Regions from separate parts of the Mus musculus genome. Here region 1 is linked to region 2. The links are chromatin contacts, called in public HiChIP or PLAC-seq maps. All regions are on one chromosome and are shown on one strand. Each heading gives the region's core, a stretch centred on a gene start, on an enhancer-like site or on the middle of the called end of the contact. The rest is flanking DNA. Distances are from core to core; before and after follow the strand shown.

Region 1 (2,700 bases), core at 186-2,685, 140 kb after region 2:
AGATCAGAAACGGTAAATACCATCAGCATCGGTTTAAACCCAAACGCCCTCCTGGAAGGTTGCTCAGCATTTCCTTCCTTCTTTGGACCCGACACAAGAAAGCGCCCCCGCACAGCAGGACTTGGAAAGATCCCCAAGTCCTGCTGCCTGACTCTGCCCCTTAACTCTCACCTGCTTGCGGGAACACTGGGGGGCTGGGGAACACTGAAGTCACTGTCCCAGTAGGGCGCGTCTCACGCAGCTCAGAAACTTAGGGCAAACCTCAAGAGTCCCTGACCCTCCTGGGCCCGGAGGCCGTGCCTACCTTCAGCCGAGCCAACAGGCCGCGGGGATTCGGGCCACAGACCTGACGGCCAGTAGGTGCTCTAGGGTTTGCACTGGGAGGATCATCGCCTCTTCCTCCTCCGGCCACCACAGTCATTTCTACCCAGGTATCCTCCAAAAACACGTCTGTGCTCCTTGACAGGGTCTCCTGAGCCCTGATCAAGCCCACACAGAATCCTCCAGAGGTGGAAGAAACGCTCGAGAAAACACTACGAGGACAGGGGGAAGGGCACTTCCCCTTCAGCCTCGCAAATCAAATCCCGGGGCCAAGCCCCCAGCTAAGCAGGACCCACCAAACACCACTTTGGCCACCAATTTCAACAAAAGGGAAGCCAAGACCTTCGATCGTGCGTTCCCCACTGCCCCGGGGAAAAAAAAGACTAACTCAGGACCGCATCTGCCCCGGAGGCAGACAAGGTTCAAGGGATGCATGTGGACTGGAACGGCGGTGACCTGGGAAGAAACGATGGAGTCCAGGTCTTGGGTCACACAGAGCACGTCTACCGGTGCACATCTCGACTGTGATGTACTTAAGAAAAGCTCCCGGCCGCTGCCCACCCCGGCCTCTGGAAACACTTAGTGGTCCCTAGAGCGCAGCTCATTGGAACCAGCCCCAGGCGACTGAGGGCACGGGCCCAAGCTGGCGCCGAGCGCGCGAAGCATGGCCTTGCCTGGCGCCCCTCGATCGAGAGCACCGGCGCCCGCGCGGCGGCCGAGAGAGTGGTGGAAGAGCGGGCAATGCTCGGAGGGCGCACGCAGGGTCCTTACCTGCCGTCCAGGGTGTCCAGAGCAGGAGCGCCGCAGCCGTCCAGACGGCCCGGGCGCACAGAGGCACACGGCTCGGCCGCACCCAGCCCCGAGCCATGCTGCGGGCCGTGGGTGCCCGGTCGCCTACCGCGCGCTCGGCCTTTGGGCTTCGGGCCGGGGCGCCTCAACCCCTCCCCGCCACGCGTCCGCTTCTTCCTTCCTCGCGCTTCGCAGGCTGGTCCCCTTCGAGGGCCACTCTGGTGTCCCTTTTTCCCTGCCCCGATGCACCGATTCACTGCAGAGACTCTGGGGCTCGGGCACGGGCGTCCCGCCGGCCGCCGGGAAGAGCACAGGGGGGGCGGAACGCGGGCGGGCGCGCAGGAGGCAGGGTCCCCAGCTCGCCCGCCCCGATGGGCAGAGAGGCCGGCGCCGGCGCCCTCTGCCGGAGTGACTCAAGGGCAGCGACCCGAGTGAGCGGGAAGGAGCCGGGTCCGCCCCTGCGTCCAGGGAGCCGCCTGCAGCACCCGCCCTCCCGCCAGCGCCTCCGGGACTTCTAGGCACAAAGGTGGAGCCTCCGGTTCATCTGCTCTTGCAGCAGTGTTGCCACCCACCATCAGAAGCCTGGAAACTTGGGGACCTGGACCACACAAATCATTAACTAGGCGTCCCTTGATGAAGCCCCACGAGGGGAATTCAGTTGTCAGTTCTTCGAAATCCTGGGCCCAAAGTGAGAGATGAGGTATGGTCTTCGAACACAGATTTTCCAGAATATAGCCGGCTGCGTCCCCATGGGCGTCCTGCCAAGCCCCTTGGGAGGATCAGGACCCTCCGGGAATCTAGCAAAAAGTCAGCACACGCCCCATTAATGAGGGTAGTAGGATGGGAGCCAACCAAGGCTATGACAACAGCCAGCACACATCAGGGAAGTGAAGGGTCCTGGGGCAGAGCTTGAGCGAGGGGTCCTGGAGTATCCCAAGAACACACTGGAGACCAGGGCGTCGACAATGTATGTGTTAACGTGTATTTTCCTAATGAATGTTATGTGCCTTTGCACGGTAGTATCTTTCCTTTGTTCACCAACAGCCTAAACTTCTTCTGGGAAATATCACTTCAAATATTTGAAAGGAGGAGGCTGGGAGTTTAATTCAAGGTCTTCTACATATTAGGCAAACAGTTTGATCTACATCCCCAGCCTTTGTTGTTGCTGCTTTGAGATGTGCTCATTTTTATTTTACATGCATGTGTGAGTACCTGCGTGCATGGCTGTGACCTAGATGTGTGCAGTGACAGAGGAGGTCAGAAGAGGGCTTTACATCCCCTTAAGCTAAGGTTGCAGATGATTGTGAGCTTCGTTGGGAGTGCTGGGGACTGAACCAGGGTCCTCTGCAAGAGCAGTCGGTGCTCTTAACTGCTGAGCCAGCTGTCTCTCCAGCCCCGGCAGCATCACTCCTCTTTGACAGGGTGTTGCCAAGGACCAAGGTTGGTCTTATTTGGTTCAGTTGTTTTCATTGTTGTTGATGTTGTTTTTAAACAGAGGTACATGAATCCTAGACTAACTTCAAAGTTGTTATGTAGCCAAAGATAACCTCGAGTGTACCCTGCCTTTGCCTCCTGAGCGCTTGGATTGCA
Region 2 (2,700 bases), core at 77-2,576:
GTAAAATCGTACCTAAGACACATGGACATTCCTTTATTTTATTAAAAGCTCACTTGATTTTTTTATCCTGGCCCATCACCTCTCCTTGGAGGGAATCCTGCGCTATCCAGTTCCTAGTTCTAGAAGGAGACACTGAAGCACTTATTCTCCATCTGGATCTTCTAACCCTGGGCACTCTCCTCCGCGGTGTCTACTTTCTGCAGTTGTTCCACTCCAAATGGTTTGCCTTCAACATTTCTAACTGCTCTTTGGCTAGGACACCTACGTCCTACTGGTGTCTGTTCTGAAATCCACAGACTTATCAAGTCTGCAGCATGGCCTCAGGGCCACCCTACTCTTCAACGGGTACCCAGAATTCAATTCCCTTTCATGGGACTCTTGAACATGAGGAACCAGGAAGGTCAGATTGTTCTCCAAGGCTGCAAATGTAGAGAGCTGCTTAGAACAGCCCTGCCCTGGCAGACCTGGGCTGTTCCTTTCAATCCCTTCCTTTCTCTTTCTGGCTCCTGGGCATCGCTCCATTTTGCTGGTATGTTTGCCAAAGCATTTACGGCGTTTCCTAATATTTTTACCAAGCACGTGCATGTCGCTGACCCGAGACAGCTGCCAAGTGAGCTTGGCACACCATTCTCTCCATCATCGATTCTCCTGAGGCCAAACCTGAAAGCAGGCTAGAGAGCAAGTTCCCTGGAGACTGTGCACCAAACCCCTTCCCCCTTGGGGTTGAATCTGCAGCCGGCCAGTTAACCTCTCAGCGAAATATAAGGCTCACGCAGATCACTTTCTAAGCTCTCCGTTAGCTTGCAGACATTGCTTTGAGCAGCCTCAAAACCTGTAGACAACTGATCAGGTTATAAGTACCCAGGCAGCACTGATGGAGAATTTCATTGAAGACCTGGCTAGCACAGGCCTTCGATGGCATGGATAGGAAGAGAAATTCCCCACTTCAATTCTTCCATATGAGTTCCCCTTCTGCATGAGACAACCTTACCTGCCCATGCAAGGAGCTTCATCTCTGCAGCAGCCTGGTCAGCTCTGTGCAGGGGCTGAGTCCAGACATTAAGAGATCCCAGAGACTAAAGGAGACTCCCATCGCCAGAAAACGGCACCCATCTGCCCAGCTGCACACAGATCAATGATTAATGATTTTTATAGCCCAATCAAGTATCCAGACGGTCACCCATGTTGTCAAATGACTTAGGACCACCCCCCCACCCCACCCCACCCCCGCCACCTCCCCCAACTGGCTTCCTGATCAGGGCAACCCTGTGTAGGAAAGGAAATAAAGAAAGCCTTCTGTGCCTGGGGTCACAAGGTCATGGGGTTTCGATTGGTGGGAAACAAAACAGACAATTTCCTGGAGGGGGCAAGTGAAAAGGAGACCCTGAGGGTCGCAGGAGGGAGGTAAAGCTGCCAACTTCAGAGGAAAATATTTACAGGTCAATAAACCAGCCAGAGGCCAGAGCAGGGGCCTGGGTTCAGGCTTCCCTGTGCAGCGTGCACAGAGCCACTGCTGAAAATGGGGGAAAGAGGAGAGAATGAAAGACCCTGGGGAAAATAAGAAGACAAACGATGTTGGGGGTGTGGAGGGCATGAGAGAGCTTCGTCAGTGAAGTGCTTGCTCTGAAAGCAAGAGGCCGAGTTCCAGCCAAACCCCTAGTACGAGGTGTAGAGGTATGTGTTTGCAATCCAAGCACTGGCTGGTTCCTGGGGCTCGCTCCTAGCCAGCCCAGCCAAGCCAGTAATATCCAGGAGAAAGCGAGACTGTCTCAAAAAAGAAAAAACAAGGAAAATGATATCTGAGGGACAGACACTGAACTTTTCTCTGGGTTCTACACGCATACACTTACATGTGCATGTATGATCCCCACAAGTGCTTCTGCATAGGTATGCATGCGAAAACATGTAAGCAGGCATACTCTCTCTCTCCTCTTACACACACACACACACACACACACACACACACACACACACACACACACACAGAGGAACCTGAGCGACAGAGGCCACTCAATGGTGTTTGGCTGGTGTTTTACTTATTTATTCATTCTTTCACTCAGCTTGTGTGTGTGTGTGTGTGTGTGTGTGTGTGTGTGTTTGTGTGCAGTATGTATTTTACACAGAAGAGTGAGTCCCTAGTGCAGGCATGAATCACGTATGTTGCTAAGAACGGTCTTGAATTTCTGCTCCTCTTGCCTCTACCTCCCAAATGCTGGGATTACAGCTATGAAACCCCCCTATCCAATTTATGCAATCCGGAAGTTCAAACTCAGGACTCAGTGAATGCTGGGAAAACACTCTTCATCTTAACTATAGCCTGAATCCATTCCCCAAATCTTAACGCTGAGCTCTGAAGCCAGGTAACGGTGGGTGTGGTCTTCTCTGACTTGGGTTCATTGGGTATCTTTTCAACTTAAGACAAGCAGAGTGGGCTCAAAAGCACTGGCCAGGGTCCTGCAAAGCAGGTGTGAATATGGACAAACAAATACAGGAAAAGTGTCAGAAGCCTGAACAATGTCACCCTAAGACAAGAAGTGCCAAGGGATGCCAAAGGCCACCTGAAACTCCCAAAGTTCAGGGAGATGACGGACAGAGGTACCTCTAAGCCTCAGAAGGGGCCACTCCTGCTGACATCTGAATTTTGAACATCCAGAACTCAGAGATTGTATCTCTGCCTCGATAGGCTATGTCCCAATATGT

What was found. HiChIP or PLAC-seq counts read pairs in DNA pulled down with a chosen protein or histone mark.
Region 1: an H3K4me3 HiChIP or PLAC-seq map of embryonic limb bud shows a contact between it and region 2, with 4 times the contacts expected there. The contact joins the promoter of Ror2 here to the enhancer-like site in region 2. A contact is called at or near these places in 9 of 39 promoter capture datasets (the 3T3-L1 cell line, the C10 cell line, cranial neural crest and 5 more), 1 of 15 datasets of contacts at CTCF or cohesin (embryonic stem cells), 5 of 484 Hi-C or Micro-C datasets (embryonic fibroblasts, embryonic limb bud, palatal mesenchyme and 1 more), 19 of 115 datasets of contacts at active chromatin or transcription factors (the NIH/3T3 cell line, craniofacial prominence, embryonic basal ganglia and 10 more) and 3 of 9 other capture datasets (adipose tissue, liver and pancreatic islet).

The regions. Positions count from the first base shown.
Region 1 is chr13:53,284,689-53,287,388 of GRCm38.p6, forward strand. It overlaps Ror2 (receptor tyrosine kinase-like orphan receptor 2), which reads right to left and starts at 1,436. Exons shown (of 9, transcript NM_013846.4): 1 at 1,093-1,436. The coding sequence starts at 1,189. It overlaps Gm33574 (a long non-coding RNA gene), which reads left to right and starts at 1,493. Exons shown (of 3, transcript XR_382385.4): 1 at 1,493-1,810.
Region 2 is chr13:53,141,880-53,144,579 of GRCm38.p6, forward strand. The region is part of intron 2 of Ror2 (receptor tyrosine kinase-like orphan receptor 2); the gene reads right to left. Among named protein-coding and RNA genes, the nearest start is that of Gm52058, 26 kb to the right of the region's middle. Within about 2 kb of position 1,327, at least 12 of the 459 cell types and tissues checked have an H3K27ac peak or open chromatin away from gene starts, as enhancers often do. A contact at or near this core is called in embryonic limb bud, where this site is marked.